Linked DNA regions of Danio rerio: region 2 is linked to region 1. A link is a contact called in public HiChIP or PLAC-seq data. All regions are on one chromosome and are shown on one strand. The core of a region is the stretch at or near the end of the contact, and the rest is flanking DNA. Distances in the headings are between cores, read along the strand shown.

The links. HiChIP or PLAC-seq counts read pairs in DNA pulled down with a chosen protein or histone mark.
Region 2: a contact with region 1 is called in an H3K4me3 HiChIP or PLAC-seq map of gastrula embryo, with 2.9 times the contacts expected there. The contact joins the promoter of smap1 here to the promoter of b3gat2 in region 1. A contact is called at or near these places in 3 of 4 datasets of contacts at active chromatin or transcription factors (caudal fin, embryo and gastrula embryo).

The regions. Positions count from the first base shown.
Region 1 is chr13:31,334,408-31,339,007 of GRCz12tu, reverse strand. b3gat2 (beta-1,3-glucuronyltransferase 2 (glucuronosyltransferase S)) reads right to left here and starts at 2,132. Exons shown (of 4, transcript NM_001003454.1): 1 at 1,307-2,132. The coding sequence starts at 1,876.
Region 2 is chr13:31,647,297-31,651,896 of GRCz12tu, reverse strand. It overlaps smap1 (small ArfGAP 1), which reads left to right and starts at 2,588. Exons shown (of 10, transcript NM_001077778.1): 1 at 2,588-2,863. The coding sequence starts at 2,746. sdhaf4 (succinate dehydrogenase complex assembly factor 4) reads left to right here and starts at 551. Exons shown (of 3, transcript NM_001030184.1): 1 at 551-660; 2 at 876-1,007; 3 at 1,191-1,610. The coding sequence starts at 579. The coding sequence ends at 1,300.

The DNA.
Region 1 (4,600 bases), core at 883-3,382:
AAGAAATGTGCAAATTTATCAATGAAAGAAAAAATTGTGATCCTCTGTAAGACAAAAGTGTCAAATGAAGTATCTCTCATCACTTTGCAGTGTTATCTGTTTCATCTGTTGTACACAGACAACCGTTTAGACAGACAAACCCTAATTTCCCAGCTGTCAGGTCACTCTGTCGTTTCTCTGTGACTTCCACTGCCTTAAACTGGGTTAATTCACTCTGCTTGGCTACACAGTATACTGGGTCGCCTTCATTTATGTGCATGTTCAGAGACTCATAAGATATAGATGGCGAAGGCATGATAAAACACACCACATGAATGTCTATGGGGACAATTCAGTGAGCTTGACTGAGGCGTTGCCAGCCTTTTAGTAATTGCCAACGTTTTTATTCCAGCTGCATAGATTTAAATGTATTGCAACAACCTTTGGAGTGCAATATTTGCTTGTGCCTGCATAACGAGAGTAAACAGTTTAAAATGACTCCATTGTGGCTCCACTTTGTTTCTATTTTATTGTTTTTAGAGTGTAAGGACACCAAGTTGTTTATTTGTAAAGCGTGTATTTCCACACTTCTTGTTTATTATTTGTGCTTATTAATGCTGTAGTTGTCTATATATATATATATATATATATATATATATATATATATATATATATATATATATATTATTTTGTGACATGTGAAAAAGAACAATAGTGCCCCAGCCAATCTTTTTTCAGTGAATCACATGGATTTTGATCCAGGCCAACAAGCAGACCATATAACACCCTATACCATAAACAAACTAGTTCCAACTTAGACTAGGCTTCTTATTTCTGTTTAGTTGAGCTATTCATTGCCACCCCTGCTGAAAAAAAGCTAAAGAAACCACTACATTTTTTTGTGGTTTTATTGGTTATAATTATATTGGTTTCAATGGGAACTGTAATGCTCCCAGTGGATTTCTACTGGTAAATTGTTGCCTTCTTGATGGCATTTTAAAATCTTTACATACTAATCGAATATGTTCCAATCTTTACACCAAATGACCCTGATTTTACAAGGTTATTGGAGTAAAACCTATCCCAAATCAACTACACCTTTAGTCTACTACATTAACATTTTAAAGGCACTGATTTTAATATTTACGGTTGTGGTTTGTAATTGGTATTTGTAGTGAAATCACAACTTTTGTGATGGTTTCCTTTTAGTTTTTCAGCAGACTGTTAGAAATGTAACACTTTTATTGTGATTTTTTTTTCTAATCAAATCTAAACTATTGACAGCCTTGTTCTTAAACAACTAATAATCTCAAGGAGTCGTACTTACCTCTTCAAATAACTCAAGGCTGTAAGTGTTATCATCATCCGCGAAGAAAACTACTCCTTTATCTTTGGAGCCCCGGTGTCCTCTGATCCAGCCGAGCGCTAAGTTCCTCTGCTCGGTCGCTCGGGGCATCCCGGTCCGCTTGAACCTGCGCGGGGTGAACACGTTCAGGTGAGTGTATCGCACCCCGCACCGGGCGAGAAACCGCGACACCAATTCCGTGTGGGAGTTCGCGTCCTCCACCACGATCCAATGGAACTGTGGGACCTGGCGGAACGTATTTGCCAAGCGGGTGAGCTCTGCTTTCTGCACCGCTCGGCTGTAAGTGGGAGTGATGGCATAAATGACCGGGAGAGATGTGGCGTTTCTCCCGCTGCTGCTGGCGGTGGTGCTGCTGCTGCTGGTCCGAGTCGTTCTGACGACCTGCCGCTGCTGTACATTCCCCAACCGAGATAAATAAAAGCTGGCCGTGTTCCGAACTGATAATCTCTTCGTATCGATGTCGATCACGATGATCACTATCAAGATCCACGGAAGAAGGATGAAAAAGCGAGTGTAGAAGATGGATTTCATTGTGCCCGAAGAACCAGAGCTGCTTAATTTGAAGCACAAACCGAGCAGTTCCTTCAGAGGTGATTAACGGATTATTGCAGATTGTTACTTTTTAAACTTCCCTTAAAGCCGATCCTCGGGTGGTTTTTAGACAGCATCCACAGTCCACGGTCGTTTAAACTTCCCATTCCCGTTCCTAAACGCGCAGTTGCGATCCCATCCCGTCCTGCGCTCCGCCGGAGAGTCCGTGCCCTGAGATGATGCTCCCTATACAGGGAGTCCTCAGTCGTTTAGCGCAGAGAACAGTGCCAAAAATAACAACAGGTCATTGTTTTGGTCACGTGCATGGCTTGGAGTGCAATAAAGTCATCTAGGTGCGATGATTAGCCTGCTCAAAACTGCGCCGAATGATGAGGCTGCGCTGATGGTCCGACAGACACTGCTGTAGTCCGCTGAAATGAGGAAGACTGAGACTTCAAACTGAGATTTCCCCCTCCCCACCTGCGCACCAGAGAGCGAGAGATGAATCACACGCATTGTATTCTGCCTTTTCGACGAGAGTCTTATATTCTCATATAATATTCAAATATTTGGCTGTTGGATGTTTAGTTGAAATTTAACCCAATGCTTAAAATTATGGTTTTAATTTTGTTCTTGAATTTACTGTAATCAAAATTTCCTCAGTCTCTTATTCTAATTTAATTGATTTTAAATTAAAAATATTAAATTAAATGAAAAATTTCAAGACAAAATTTGATTTATTATTACCGTGTTTTATTGATATTTATTTAGATATTCAATATAGTCTTCATAGAAAAAGTGAATAAAAATGGTGTCAATTTTTCTCTGTGGCCATCCAAGAGTTAAATTTCCTTTTTTACAGGACATTTTTTATCTGCAACAGTATCCAATCCAATCTCTTTTGGCATTTTAGGAATCAAAAAATATATACAGGAAAATATAAAAACATACCTGTGGCTTCTGATGATATATTGAGCTTTGTTGAAGCAACACCATTAGTCTGTGCAGGACGCTGAACATTATTTACTACATTAACTTTAATCCACAGCCTTGGCAAACAGTATTGGGAACGCTCAGTCCCAAGACTGTGGATTAAAGGTAACAATATTGTAAATAATGTTCAGTTTTTTGCACACACTGATTGTTCAATGCATTGCCAAGAGCCAAGGGTAAATTTGTTTTGCATTTTTTAGCTCTCAATATACTACCTGTCTACTTGCATTTTATAAATCACCAAGGACCACATTTTAATTTAAAAATCATATTTTTATGCTATACTGAAGTGGAAAAAGTCTACACCTTGAAAGGTCTAGGTGCGAGTAAATACACTGATTTTTTTCGATTTTGGCTAAACTCTTCCTCTAAATAAATCAGCCTTTATATCATAGTTTTGACCATTTGTAATGTGCAGTAAACGTGCCAAATTTCCTTTGCTATCAGTTTTACCTACACAAAAAACAATCCATTAATCAACATAGAATCAATTTAGTACTGTTTACGGCAATTAATTGTCAGCTTCCATATGAAGTCATTTTTTTTCACAATAACAAGATGATTGACTGAGAACTCAATCTGTTGATGTCGATTTGCTTCAGGCATATTCCCATCTGCAGGTTTAGCGGATCACCTGATGTCATAAACAAAACATTGATGCATGACAAACATCAAGGTAAAAAACAACACAGCAACTTATTACAGTTAACAGTCTACATTGTAATCAAAATGGCTGACACGTTGCCTGCAGGCTTTTATGATGTTCATTTCAGCACTGGCATGTCTATTTGACTGCCTCGTGTCTCCATTCACAGTGCGATGACAGCAATGGATTGTGACATCCAGCCTTGTCCTCCCATCCTCGACATGGCACCCCCTGTCAGCCCAGACAATGTCAATCACAGAAAATAGAAGCAACTGTCAGCGACGCCATCTCATTGTGGGCATCCTTTTGTTGCAAATGACTGAAATCTGACAGGTAACAGTTGCTATTGTGCATCTCTTTGCATCTAGAATGAAAGCGAAGCGGCACAATGGCCTGTTTACTCAAGAAGTGAGCTTTAGGTCTCGAATGTAATGGAATTGATCCGAAGTGAACTGTTCTATTACATGGAGCAAGTGGGTTTTTTCCCAATTTGTGAGAAGTGAGGAAATGAGGCGCAATGGAATAAGGAGGATTTATGGTGTTCAGAACTCACACTTCAACATGGGAAATGGTGCTGGTGTGCATTTTTTGCAGTCAATCTAATCTGGTAATCCTCCCATCTTCCTTCATGCTGATGACGCTACGCAGGAAAGCATGGACTGGACTATTTAATGGCTTTCATGGGTGGGGGAGGTGGAAAAGGAAAGCTGTTTATTGATGGAGAAATATCCTTTCAATGCTGGTGCACGCTGTAGAAGCAGGCAGAACGCAATAACAACCAATTAAAGCAGTGCCCCATGAAAATAGATCACAGCGCAACTAGATTAAACGATAATTTAAGTCTCAATTCAATAAGAGTGAGGCAAAGCAATTTAGATCTTCACAATAAGCAGGAAATATAGAATGCATTTGTCAACACCATTTGCATAGAAATGACTTTTCATCACTTTCCATTATTGTGCGAATTTGGCTTGAGCCAATACATTTTCTCAGCATAACTCAATGGAATCAATTGGTCTGCAGTTAACAGCATTAGGTCTCTGTTCTCGGAGCTACAGAAACAAATTGCTGCTAGACTTGTTCTC
Region 2 (4,600 bases), core at 1,339-3,838, 310 kb before region 1:
CTATTATTATGTTGAGCTTAAGCAACACAATTCTTGAGGTTTTATTTGGAACAACTTAATTGTTTTATGTTCAATCCACTTAAAGTTGTAGAAACTAATAAGTTACTTTCCCTAATGTTGTATTACCACAAGTCGATTGTGTGGAACCCAGCATTTTTTTTTACATGTTATTATAATATGTTTACTTTATATATTTTCCTTTGATAAAAAAGTGAATGAATGGTTTAGTTAATGCAATACGATGTGTTAGCCTATGAATGTTTTTAGCCTATGATGGCTCGTTCTATTAAAATTGCAATTTTTCCGAGAATGTTTTGTAACATTATATTGAATTATATTGAAGAGCAGGGTCTGTTGATTGAAATTTGTAATGTTTCTCGTTCGTCCCTCTTTAAAAACGCATGCAAAGCAGATCCATGTAAATGAACACGTCAAATTCTGCACTTCTTTAGCGCCCTCTCGACTCTCTCGAGTGCATTAGTGTCCCTAAATGATGACGCACTCTGCGTCATTTTCAGTCGACAAAACATTCTTCAGTTGTGTAATTTTTCTTCTGCGACAAGCGGAAAGTCCACAAAATGTCTCTTTTACGTGTGTGCTGTACTGCAGCGAGAGGTTTTGCTAGCAGGCGAGTGTTTTTAGAGTCGACTATAAATACTGGTGAGTGCAAACAAAACGTTGATCGTGAATAAACTTTTAATATTGCAAAGCTTTCGTAAGCAAGCATAAATTGATTGTAAGTTACTACGTAGTATTTAATATTCTTAATTTATTATAGTTTTCTAAACCACCCATAATTATTACGAAGAACCGAGTTTAATGAACTGCTTGTCAGTTTGCTGAAATCTGGTGTGGTATGTCGTTCTCCCTTGCAGCAGGTCTCAGGCCAGCAGGATATGCGTCCGGAGGGGTGACCAAAGATAAAGAGCCTTTAAAGAAAGCCAAAACGCCACAAGGGCGCTTTGACATGGAAGAAACTGAATCCAAATCAAAAGATGTGCTTGAAAGTAAGAAATAAGTGTTTCTGTTATCCTTTTTATTACAATTGCATCACAACAATAAACTATACAAGGGAAAAACGATTTACACATGTTTACAAAAATCTGATTTGCCTGTTGGACTTTTTACGAGTTAAATGCCATATATTTAACATTAATACAATTAAGTCGTGCTTATTTTCTTTTTAACAGGATTTCCAGATGATGTAAATCCAGAAACTAAGGAGAAGGGTGGCCCCAGGGGCCCCGAACCTACACGATATGGTGACTGGGAAAGAAAAGGCCGTTGCATTGACTTTTAGTTTCGGCCGCTTAATGATATCTAAATCTATTTATTTAAACATTTTAATTATTTGAATGCAATAAATTATAATGTACACAATATCTGTACCAGAAATGGCATAGCCTATGTCTCTTCTGATTGTATGGGCCTACTTTGTAGTGTGATTAATTTTGTGTAAAGTAGTTTGAATTACTTGAATGATTCTATTTGGTTTCTAATGGACAGTAAGAAAATTTAATTCTTATCTATTTGAAAGGAGGAAACGTGAGTGTCTTGAGTGCCTGAAATGTTTAAGAAATAAACTTGTTCAGACATGTTGGTCATTTACTATTTTGTGTAAAGTGTGTGTGTGTGTGTGTGTGTGTGTGTGTGTGTTTGTGTTGATATCATGTAGTTCATTCTATTGCATAAAAATACAATGTTATTGCTGCAAAGGTTTTTGCATGCATCAAATAGATTGTCACCACAATATCAGTCATAAGCAGACAGAGGGAGGTTAAACCTATTATCAGGCCAAAACAACAAGCTGTGAGAGATAGTCAGATCAGCATTAATCAGTCATTTGGCTTTGCTATAATAACTCCGTTTAGACAGCAAAGCTGGACAAACAGTGATAGTTAAATATATAACATAACCAGCATAAAAATATAATTGTATTCTCCTTACAATAGGGATTTTGATGTGTACCACATTAGAAGTCTTGTCAGATTGTACTTTATTAAAACTGTATTAAAATATAGCAATGCCATATTTCTGACACTTTAGTTGTACTTACTGTATTTACGTATTATTTGATACATTGTTTTTATATGAATATTTCTATTATCAAAATATCAAAAGTTTGTTTTTAGCAATTGCTATGCTAAACGCTTTTACATACCAAACAGATTTATTTACCAGGTTTAGAATCTTCTGACAGGCGGTTCATTCCGCTGTGACGACCCATACTAAGCCGAAAGAAAATGAATGATTGAAAATCTTTTGACAAATGGCATCATTCTTCGACACTTGAAAGCTCTGATGTATCATATTTCATATTTTACGTCAAACCGGCTATCATCCCTTCCGACGCGCACATACGTCAGCAATGACGCAAAAGTCACAATAGCGTCAACATTTGGGTTTCACAGAGCATTGGTTTGACTTTTAAAATTCTAAAAACATATTATACCACTTAACTTTGGATAATTGTTCTCCCTGTTCTCCAGTTGAAGTATTTAAAATCTTTTTTTAATCCGCTCACTGTACCTTCCTCTTCTCCGTTTCCGCTTCCGGTCAGTTCCTCCAATCGGCCATATTCCGCCGATCTGTCTCTACCCAGCCGTCGCTCCGTTGCCGTGTGCCCATCATAGTTTCATTTCACAAGGGATGGTCTTCCATTTATAACGATACAACTGAACAGAGTCAATCGGGGGCAGAGATCGGTCATTTTAATCCAGAGACGCTGACAGAAAACGGGTCGAGATGACGACGCGATCGGAGAGGGAAAAGGCTCAGAAACTGAACGAGCAGCATCAGGCCATTCTGTCCAAAATGCTGAGAGAGGATGATAACAAATACTGCGCCGACTGCGAAGCCAAAGGTGAGGTGATATAAAACCACTCCTGCTGCTGTTAAAACCTCTTTTTGGTTTTTGGTCTGGTTCACCTGTAGTGTCGTTAAGTTACACACTCAGGTTGTTCAGGTTTGTCATGGTTCACGGTTCTGTCTGAGTCACCGGGAGAGGAAAGCCGTGGCTCTCTCTAAATCTGCGGAGCTCCCTGTTTTGACAGCTTGTTTGATGGCATCTGAATTGAAGGCTACTTAGACCCCGGTTATGTTGACAGCTCGTTGGACTTTGATATGAGGCGAATTACTATTCAGCCATGTGTCCTTGACCAAAATCATTACTAATGCATGAATGGAAAACCAGTGCGGCGTTGAACTGATCAGCAGGTCTGATACTGTCACCCTACGTTTCATTGAGTCTGATGTTGTGTTTGAGAGATTTACCTATATACGTGTACCTGCTTTGATGATGGCGATACATATCGTGTCACTGTGCTTTGTTTCCCATCTGTTTTATAATGGTTCATTCTAGTAGTGCATGATCCTCAGTTATGTGTGCATAGGGACTGCAGCTCTGAAGTGATACACTTAGTGGGTAAAATCAGTTTTATTTCCCGGTTCTACCAATATTATTTTACCATTCCACTGTAACTGTAATGGCTACTTAAACACATATTCTTAGTGAAGCTATTATGGAGGTATCATTGTTGTGATCAATGCTATTATGTTGTAATGTGGTTTCATAATTGTTGTTTTATACTGTTGTAGCTCCATGAGTGTAGGAAAGGTGCATCACCAATAATATTAATTAATTTTTTTATTATTTATAGGCAAATATGTAAGTGATTGGTCTATATGTAACTTAGTTTAATGATGTTCACTTAATGCACAAAGTTATCATAATTTCTTGGTGCTTGAAATTTAGGTTGCTATTTTATTTCAAAATTAGCAAAATTGAAAGTATGAAGATGACCAACGTGATTAGGTATTAAAGTCAGCTTAAAATGGTAAATAAGCTATTTTAAAAATGCATATGATAGATAAAAAGTAGCATTGTAAAAAAAATACATTAGCTGGTATACACACACACACACACACACACACACACACAGACACACACACTGTGGTCTATGTTTTAATGAGGAATAACCATAAATGTAATGATGCACTGTATTTCTAAACCTCACAGAACAGAAACATTAATCTTGAAAGATAGGAAATAATTTTTTTTCAAGAAGTGTTCTGTATGTTTTATGAGCTGTTTTCTGCATGGGTACCGAAATAATTTCTCCACAAGATCAAAATTTAGTGATATTACTATGCTTGACTTCACACTTGACCCATAATGGTGGCCAAAATTTGGAAAATCCAATCAAAAACAAATTTATAACTTTGAAAAATGACTAAGTCTTGCTTTACCCTTTTTCTTTTTGATAATCCATTACACTCAAACATACATGACTATAAGTAAGAAATTATTAGTTGCTACGTCCTCTTCATCATGACTTTAATGTCATTGTTAAAGTCATGTGACCTCCATTTAGCAGCTCTAAAACAGTAGTGTCATTATTTAGCTTAAGTCAGAGCAGTGTAAAGTTCAAGTATAACCTTTGTCACAGAGGCCCAGTTTCCACTGATGCTTCTTGTGACCATTTGTTTTTGTAATTATTTGGCCAACAACACCCTTTCCTCTTAAATTGTCATGCTCTAGGGCAGGCTATATCAGTTTTGCTGGAAGTACTACTGAATGAACGAATCCATGCTGTGTAAT